3 separate regions of the Zea mays genome follow, and all the other regions are linked to region 3. The links are chromatin contacts, called in public Hi-C maps. All regions are on one chromosome and are shown on one strand. Each heading gives the region's core, a stretch centred on a gene start, on an enhancer-like site or on the middle of the called end of the contact. The rest is flanking DNA. Distances are from core to core; before and after follow the strand shown.

Region 1 (2,954 bases), core at 384-2,883, 800 kb after region 3:
ATTATACTAGCTATTTTTTAGCCAACTACATATTAGCTCTAGGGCATTCAAAGTTTCAAACACACCCTAAGTTGTCGCAAAAGTGCCAGAGCCCAATCCCAATTCCCAGTACCAATTCATGTTACATGGCATGGTTTATGGATTTAATTTTAAAATAAACAAATTAATTGACTCAAAGCAGCAATAAACAAATGTAGCCCAAGCAAACATGAACCAAGCCCCCACACAGAAATTGACATGTACTATGCAAAAGCACACAACCAAAAGCCTATAAGAAAGATGAAGCTGACTTGCTGTAATTCTTCACAAATTCTTGTCGAACTTGAACGTTTTTAAAACAAAATATAACCCCATACCTGGAGCAGGGTCAGCTGTGCTGACAGCGTAGTGGCCTCCGTTTGCAGAGTCTGGACCTTCTTCTCCAGTTCACTAGTGTACATGATCTTCCTCTCCTTTGACCTCGCTGCCGACTGCCTGTTCGCCAGAATCCTACACGACAGCACCATCGGCAAAACTTAGCACAAATCAACAACCCCTTCGATAGCGGAGCCAGCACAGGAACCCAAAAATCGTGCAATCATTGTCCTTAAAACGAGGCACTAGGCAGGTAGCTCAGATGATGTAACAGATAGCACAGTACTTAACACTAGAAGCAAACGGTACTAAATTCTCGGGACTCTTGCTTGGAACGCTAAATTACTGTGCTGGATAAGGATTTTCCCTCCGAAATCCGGATCTATCTAGGAAGCATCGAATGCCAAAAATAAACCCCACCTCTTTGCGCGCTTGGGGTCGATGAGCGCGAGCTCGGCGATCCTCTCGGCGGGCATGGCCTTCTTGGCGTAGTCCGGCAGGCCGCTGGAGAGCGCCGACTCGCCCTCGAACGGCGAGGTGTCCCCATCCATCGAGCCGCTCCTCTTGTGGCCGGGCCCACCTCCACCCCCGGCGCTCCCACTGGGTCCCTGAAACGCGAGGCCCTCGAAGAAGGCGGCGTCGAGGGAGAGGCTCCGCGTGTGGGTCCCGCCGGGCGGACGTGGGGCCGGGGAAGCCTGCGGCGGCTGCTGCTGCGGATGCGGCGGCGGGGTGGGGTCGGAGGCGGCCGGAGAGTCGTCGGAGAGGGAGGGGAAGTCGAGGTCGGAGAAGAAGTCGCCGTCCGGGTCGAGGAGCAGGTCCGCGTCGTGGAAGCTGAGGAACGTCTCCGAGTGGGCCCGCCGGTGGTGCCCTCTGGCGCCGCCGCCGCCGCCCGTGGACGGCGCCGCCGCGGCCGGCAGCGGAAAGCGCGGGTCCATCTCAGTCGGCGCAGGCAGCGAGGCCAGAGCTAGCTCGCAAGCTCCAGGTCGCGGCGGCGGCGGCCGGCTTGCGGCGGTCCGGCGCGTGGTCTCGCTCGCGTGTAGAGTGTGTGTGTGTGTGTGTGTGTGTGTGTGAGCAGCGGAAGGTCGGGTTGGTGGGTGGGTGCGGTGCGGGTGGTGCGTGTCATACATACTTGTGAGGAGTAGAAAGAGGAAGCAGGGACCGCCTCGCCGGTCGCCGCCGCGTGTCCCCGGTCCACGGAGGCGGGTCAGCGGGGACCGGCCTCGGGTGGTGGCCGCTGGGGAAGGTGCAGTGAGCGCCGGTGGGAACAGGGTTCTATATTAAAAAAAAAAACTACTCTAACGATACCGTATTTTATAAATTTTAGTTAAAAAATTATTGAGCATTCTATCAAGTGACTCAAATATACTACATCTTAATGAGATTATCTAGAGTAGGTGCATAAGTGATCCTGTAAATATTAACACTAAACAAGACAAACTTGGTTTATAACAAATGTTAGCAAAAACTAAAATCAAGTTGTGATGAATAGAAATGGAGAGAGAATATCTTCACTTGATTGTTTCTTTATGATATGTACACAAGTGAAATACGAGAACTCTTTGAAAGATGATGATCCCAATAAAGTAAACACAAAAGATAACGATTTTATCCCATGATTCGGCCAATGTCTACTCCACGTTGTGGTGATCTTCTTCTGTCAAGGGTTGCACTCAACCTCTCTCAAGCGATCAAAAGATTAAACTTGGGTACCATGGTTTTCTTCCTTATATCAAGTTTTTCTTTTGAGAGGAATCTCCACAAGTTGGAATCTCTGTCACACCAGGGTTTCGGGGCACCAAGACCCGGGCGCGAACATAATCACCAGGTGTGCTGGTACCAAGTCTCACACATATGATGAATCATCGCACAGGATTGAACGTCACATCTTTACTATATAATCGGAGTTTTGTACAAAATAAATAAATAATTACATTATATGGAGACAACGATCCAGCAACCCAAAGTTGACTGGGAGACGACGACCTAGACCTCTCACGAACACATCACAACATCCTCCATGTGCCTCATCCTGCGGTACCTGTTCTTGACCTGTGGGGGGGTGGTGTGAGATAGCAAGAGTGAGCTCACATACGTTCATTGCTCAACAAGTTGTGGGGAATAATGTGCATGAACTCGCCAAAGATGGGAGCTCATGTGAAGTGTAAGGCTTACCAACGGAGATGATTGATGCTGAGCATTGCTTTTAAAGTTGGTCAAAATTTTATTAGCAATTACTAAGTATAAGTAAATACCAACCCAATTAAGTAGTAGAACAAAAGTAACATCATCACCTGCGATGCAATGCATATGACATATTGAATTTAGTTCCATAAATTAGTCATGTGAGGGTCCGAGCTGCTCATGACCGTGAGCACGGCTAGTATACCAGTTTTACACTCTGCAGAGGTTGCGCATCTTTACCCACAAGTCATGTTACCCATCTGCCAAGGGATCGCGACTTCCCATACACCTCTACCGAGGAGGCGAGGCAGGGTAACACTACGAGGCCTTTACAAAGTTCCACTAGCTTCAGAAAACCCGCTACAGTTTATAGGAAGCTCCAATGCAGGGTTCTTGCTTGACCGCCATCGCAGCAAAAT
Region 2 (3,209 bases), core at 492-2,991, 630 kb after region 3:
CGCAATCCCTCTAAGCCCGGAGGCCACAGGTAAGGCCCAAACCCCCAACCCTGACCCTAGTTTCAAAGGGGTTGGTGAAGCCACCGTTGTGGCGTTCATTGATTGACTGAAAAAAAAATCGAGTGAGGGGAGGCTTCAAATCACTTGAGTGAGGTTTAGCTTTCCTGTTCTTTTCCGAAACTAAACTTCGGTAACAATAAAATAAATTGAAACCACTAGCCACTAAAGTAGCTACTGCTATCATATAGCAGATAGTAGTTTATTGCAGAACTTTACCCTCAAGAAACGGACATAGAATGCAGGGCGCCTATCAGGATCCTTTGCTTCCGCTAAGACGTTCTGGTGGACCAAGACATCGGATGCTTTGTCAACATTGATATCCAGCTGATAGCTACGGTATGAGAAAACAAAAGAAGAACCAATGTTATTGTTAGCTTCATGATTAATTGATTATACAAGTAAGACAACGGAAGAATTAATTAATTGTCATATAGCAATCCTAATGTGGAAACAGAGACTGCAGCTACCAGCTTCCTTTGAATATGATAAAAGTGAACTACCAGTCTACCCCACCCGGGAAGAATACAGAGGCAAGCTACAAGACTAAGGGATAAGACTGACTATGTGTTCAATACAAGGGAATAAGGGATAACTACAAGACTAAGGGCTAGTATGCAATTGTTAATCCACGCTACGATCTGGAACATATTTGTTTGTAAGCATATTTACTATCTTGAGAAATTTTGCGGCTATAGATCTAAAAGAGACGCTTTGGAATTTCACTTTTTATACAGGTAAAGACAACAGTTCAGAACGAGGATGAAAGCTTTCCTTTTTTTCCGGAAGGGTGTGAGCCAGCAGATGATTCTAAGAAACCCTGCTCACTCCATTTACTTCCAACGTTAGCTTAATCACAGAGCACACCAGATCAACATCGAGCCAGGCATGGCTGCTAGGTACCGTTCGAACACTAAAGTAGTGTAAAATTGTAAATTCATCCAGTCCTCAAGCAAACAGTACCGAGTGATGTCCGATCCAATTGCCAAGTCAAACAACAGTCTCTTAGCACATCAAACACGGAAGCAGCAGTGAGAGCACGGAAGCTAACCAAAAGGTCAACATGATACAAAAATTCACACCTAAAACGAAGCTCACCACTAAGCTTCGCCATGCCGACACCCAAAATCTGAAACCCGAAACGAGCACGCTACCCTCCTTGACCGAAACAATGAGCACAGATTTCCGCAACCAGGGCATGTAAAGCCTACACCACGGCAAGCGAAGGCCTAGGATGCGGCAGGCCGAGGTAATGGATCAGCACCTGTGCGGGAGCCGGCCGAAATGGGCGGCGAGCCTGTCGCGGAACTCGGGGTCGGACGCCTCCGCGTAGCCGTCGGCGACGAGGCGGTCGAGCACCTGGGCACAGATTTCGCGGGCGCCTCCGCTGCCCCCGCTCCCGCCGGAGCCGGCGGGCGCTGGGACGGCGTCCTCGCGCGGCGGGGACGAGCTCTCCCCGACGCCCTCCTCGACGGCCCCGCCGGGCCCACCCTCCGCCGCCACCATCCCCCACGCCGCGCCGCAGCGTCACCTGCCCCGCATCGCCGCCCCTCCCGCCTCCTTAGTTTTGCCTCGCCCACCCGCCAGCGCGCTCGCCCGCGTCGCGTGTTCTAGAAGCGTCGCGGGCGCTGGGCGCTCTGGGCAGTCGAAGGCGAGAAGGATAGGAGTGTGGGACACAGACCAGGAGACGAAGGAGGTTTTTTAACGCGCGAGGTATGAGGAAGAGAATACGAGGCTGTTCCAAGGGCAACGACGTCTTTTCAAGTCATCCCTCTGAGAGGAGAATGTGTCGAAGAAGAGGGCCCTTGGATTTCGCTATGCGCCGTAGGCCCCGGTGGCAGTGAGAGGGAAACAGTGCACGTGGTGTATGGAGGACACCGACTGCACGAACAGGGATGAAGGTTGAAGGGGCTGCTGCACAGTGCACTGCTGCTACGTGCACGCCACGAAGTTGTCTTTGCAGGTTTTCTGATGGGCCCGCGCTTCTTTAAGTAGCAATGATTCATGGCGTGAAATGGGTAAGAACAACGATCGGAAGGGATATCATTAAGTAGTGCCGGCACTCTAATGCTATTAGGGCTATATTTATTTAAGTAGTATAGCAAGTTGATCATGACGTATTTTTAGGGACTTTTATATCTGTTCAGTCTTGTCCCTCTTTAGGCCACCCTCACTCCACTTCAATACAGACATAACTGAACAAGCACTTAGTAGTAATGCCTTATGTCACCAGAATCGATCGGGAGGGCCATCATGTATCTTATGTCGGCCTAAACAACGAGGCTCTCACATTTTTATTGAAAGTCCAGGAGGGGAGAACCCCTACTGTAAATCTCTACTACACCATAAGTAGCTACCGAGGGCGTCCACCCGGCTTCACCGTGCCCCCGCCAGCCCCACGCGCCCCCGCGCCGCCGCCCGCTTGCACGCGTCCCCGCGCCCGACCTGACCCCTCCCGGTGGCCCGCACGCTCGCTCGACCCCGGACGCGCGTGCATGCGGGCACCCGATGTGGACATGGAAGGTGAGATCCACGACCATGGAAGGCGAGATCCATGGCCATGGAAGGCGCGTCCCCTTCCATACTTGGCGGCCATGGCATGCACCGTGCTCCCTTCCCCGCCTCAATCGACTACTATTTTGAGGATGGAGAGAGGCGAGGCCTCCAAACCATCCCCACTCTCCTCCCATGTGTCGCTTCGTGTTATCTCCAGCACATCTGTCCGTGGCTCTCGGTTCTAGATCTGGAGTCCTCCACCGCCACCAGCACGGCCGTAGAGGCGGAAGCAAGGGGGTTGGGCTTCTGTCGGTGCTGGACAGCGCGATGCCAAATGTGACAGCCACTCTCGCTGTCGTCCACCTCCCTCTTCCACGGTAGGTTCGTCCGCGCCGAGCCTAGATGCATAAAGCGAGCGAGTGACCGCTACAGCGCTGTCAGAGGTGAATCTTCTTCTCTTCTGCTCACAGGTTGCGAGGCTTGGGCTGAGAAGTTAATTTAGCTGCTCTTTTTGACGTGATGGTGCGGTTCAGAGACGGTAATGGAGGAGGCATCGCCCGGGACGGTGGAGGAGCCACTGCTGGTGAGCGCAATCAGAGGGAAAAAGGTCGAGAGGGCACCAATCTGGCTCCTGAGGCAAGTCGGGAGGTACATGA
Region 3 (3,049 bases), core at 41-2,540:
ACGACCCTGGCAGGTGAAGCCGGTGTTTTGTTGCCACCTTCCTCCCACATTGCACTAATCTTCATCTGATACCATCTGCGCATAATCCAAAAAAACATATCATAAGAAACAAAAATAAATGGCAAATGTTTACACTCGACAGATAAGTGCCAGAAAGGTTCCACACGCGGCATCAATTACAACTGTCGCACATAAGTTACAGTGAGGGCCTGAGGGGAACATAATCATGAGGAAAATCGGAATTCCCCAGCTGCGAGAAGAAATGCCTGGAAACAACCGACCGAACGAGAAAGGCAAGGACAGAAACACCTCGAGAAAATACAAACATATAGCTCGGACCTTTATATGTTCTATCTAAAAACATGTTCTCCCTAAAAGGCAGTAAAGAAAGTAAACCCGAGAAAACGTTTTGCGAGAAATAAGACACGCACAAATAGAGAAGAACGAAAAATTCACGCCGTGGCTGAAACAAGATCGGGATTGCGGACAAAACGAGCAATTCTCACCCTTGCTGAAACAGATCGAGGTTGTGGAAGCGGTGGATGTAAATGGCCACCTCGTGCACCGTCTCCATGACGTCCGGCGGCCTGACGCAGAACCTGACCCCCTTGGCCTCAGCTCTCCCCGCGTCCGCCTCCGCTGTGGCGGCGTCCAGCCGCCACGACGCCGGCGATACTCTTTTGGCCGCTGCGCGCGGGCTGTCCTGGACGCCGCCGCCGACGAGGCACCTCATGCGGCCGAGCTTCCGGGCCGCCCCCGCCGCGCCGATCCGCGCATCACTGCCTGGATCCCCGCGGGCGGCAAGGCATGCCTGGGCTCCGCGCTCACCCCCTCGCTCGCTCGATGCCCGGCCCTAGGGTTTGGAAGCTCCCGGGTACTCGCACCAGCAGGGCGCGGTCTCAGCGGAGGCGAAGCGCGGGGGGGGGGGGGGGGGGGGGGGGGGGGGGGGGGGGGGGGGGGAGTGGACCGCGCTCCACCTGCGTGACTACGTTGTCCGTCGCGGGGATGACGCGTGGGGCCTGAGCCACGGCGGCGGGGGCGGGCGGATGCCCTGGGGTTGGGCTCCGGAGGGATGGGCCCCACTCCTCAGCGGAGAATCGCTAGCTCGCAGATCGAAAGTCGAAGGATGCGGCGGCGGCGCAAGGACGGGTGACACCTAGTGGCGGCGCGTGCGACGGCGCCAGCGTAGGGGGGATATGTTCGGCTGGCTGTCCGTTGGGTCCCGCTGGCCGGAGCGTGCGGAGATCGGGGAGGGCAAGCGGTGTGGTGGTGGAGCAGGCGAGGAGAGAAAGGAGGAAGGCGACAGGTGGGTGCGGGGATTTTAATGACCGGGTCGCCCTCACTCCCAGGTGGCGCCGCGGGGCCCGGGAGCAGAATCTTTCGGCGCGACATGGACCCACCGGTCAGCTACGTGAGGTCGTCGCAAGGCTCGTGAGTGGACGGGCATTAATGAGGGGGCGCGAGCGCGATGATGGCCGCAGCTGTACACGGACAGGGACAGGTGGGTGGATTAGGGCGGGGGCAGGGTCCCGCGGGCGCGGGCCCAGCTGTCAGCGGGAGCCAAAGCCCAAGACCTACCGCTCCGGATTCCTGGAAAGCTCATGTCTCTACCCGCTCCGTGTCGTCACGGTATCCTTCACCCGAAAGCGGGCTCCGTAGGATGACGCTTTCGCTTTCCGGGCTCAGGCCCGGTGGCGGGCCCTGGAGTGAGAGCGGCGGTGATGGTCGATGGTCTACGGTCAGTATCCGTCCGTGGGCCCGTGGCCCCAGAGACGGCGGGCGCGACCCTACCCACTGAAACCTCTTCCCATAATATTATCTCGATTCTTGATGTTTTTTAATCTAAATCTGTACTATACTGCTCTATTAAAAATCTAATATGAGCATCTGGCACTACAACGGCTTCACCCTCCGTGTTGACACTTTAGACATGCTCCACACGCCCCGCCTTAGTGTTGTTCCCCGTCTAGGTGTCGCCCCCTCGCGCGCATCTCGTGGCAACGGGTACATGTCTAGTAATCTGTTAAGAACCTAATTTTGGTATCTGGTGCTACCATAACTTCATCCTCGACGTTGACATTCTAGACCCGCCCCACGCCCCCACTTGCCCAGCGGTCTCTCAGCTACTGCCCTATTGACCTAGCGACTCCATAGCTAGTTATTGCGCTTGTATAGCACTCGACCCCGCCGCGCTACCATCAGGCCACGCATAACTTAGTGTTGAAAAAGAAACAATAATTATATAAAAAAATATATTACAGGGCAAGCACTCGAATCCACGTCTCTCTCTCTCTCTCCATAAATTTGTGGCTAACCGTCAGGCCGCACGTATATTAGTGTTTAGAAATAAACAGTACTTGTATTTAAATAAATATCTCAGTACATATTTATATGATATATAAAAACGTAGCAAAACAAGGACAACCGGCTAGTATTTAATAAAAAAAAAACTGCAGCATTATATAACGACTCCTTCCAATCTTTTGATGATCTTTTGACGCTTTAAAAAACTTGCTCCCAACACGCTCAAAAAGACTTGCGCACGACTTGAGGTCAGCTGCGGGCGACGACGATAGCATGGCTATCTCTCGCTCTCGCCCGTATAATACGGAGCACGCGTTCAAGCGAAAAGAAGGGTGAGAGAGAGACGAGAAGCGGGCAACGCGCTGACACGAACGAGAGGCGACGTGACGGCTTTTGATTGGTCCATCATGATTGCCGTTGCAAGAAAATTTAAAAAAAAACTAAAATCATAAATGTCATCCTCAATCCCACTATAAATACCCCTACGAGATGGAGCACTATTTCATACTACACCATTTCATCTCAAACCACAGCGCAAATATCGAAATAAGTGTTGGTAAATTACTTGATTTTAAAATAGAAAAGATGATGTCACTACTATAGTCTAAGGTTACAGGGGCGAAAGGGGAATGGTGCATTGGAACCAGCTTGACTGAATGTCCTCAGCCACCGGCGGAAGGACAGAAGGAACTTGATTATCGTTGGCCGCGTGTAGCCACAGCAGGCCGCTAGCCGCTCCTGGGCT

Evidence for each region. A called contact is a pair of places that touch in the nucleus more often than the background predicts.
Region 1: a contact with region 3 is called in a Hi-C map of tassel, with 2.2 times the contacts expected there. The contact joins the promoter of LOC100285282 here to the promoter of LOC100384591 in region 3. A contact is called at or near these places in 2 of 25 Hi-C or Micro-C datasets (ear and tassel).
Region 2: a Hi-C map of endosperm shows a contact between it and region 3, with 1.7 times the contacts expected there. The contact joins the promoter of LOC100273787 here to the promoter of LOC100384591 in region 3. A contact is called at or near these places in 4 of 25 Hi-C or Micro-C datasets (ear, endosperm, leaf and 1 more).

Annotation. Positions count from the first base shown.
Region 1 is chr10:7,739,801-7,742,754 of Zm-B73-REFERENCE-NAM-5.0, reverse strand. LOC100285282 reads right to left here and starts at 1,633. Exons shown (of 4, transcript NM_001372205.1): 1 at 775-1,633; 2 at 357-489. The coding sequence starts at 1,481.
Region 2 is chr10:7,901,917-7,905,125 of Zm-B73-REFERENCE-NAM-5.0, reverse strand. LOC100273787 (putative ACT-domain containing protein kinase family protein) reads right to left here and starts at 1,741. Exons shown (of 15, transcript NM_001148189.3): 1 at 1,322-1,741; 2 at 277-391. The coding sequence starts at 1,563.
Region 3 is chr10:8,536,576-8,539,624 of Zm-B73-REFERENCE-NAM-5.0, reverse strand. It overlaps LOC100384591, which reads right to left and starts at 1,290. Exons shown (of 14, transcript XM_020545202.3): 1 at 507-1,290; 2 at 1-75. The coding sequence starts at 733.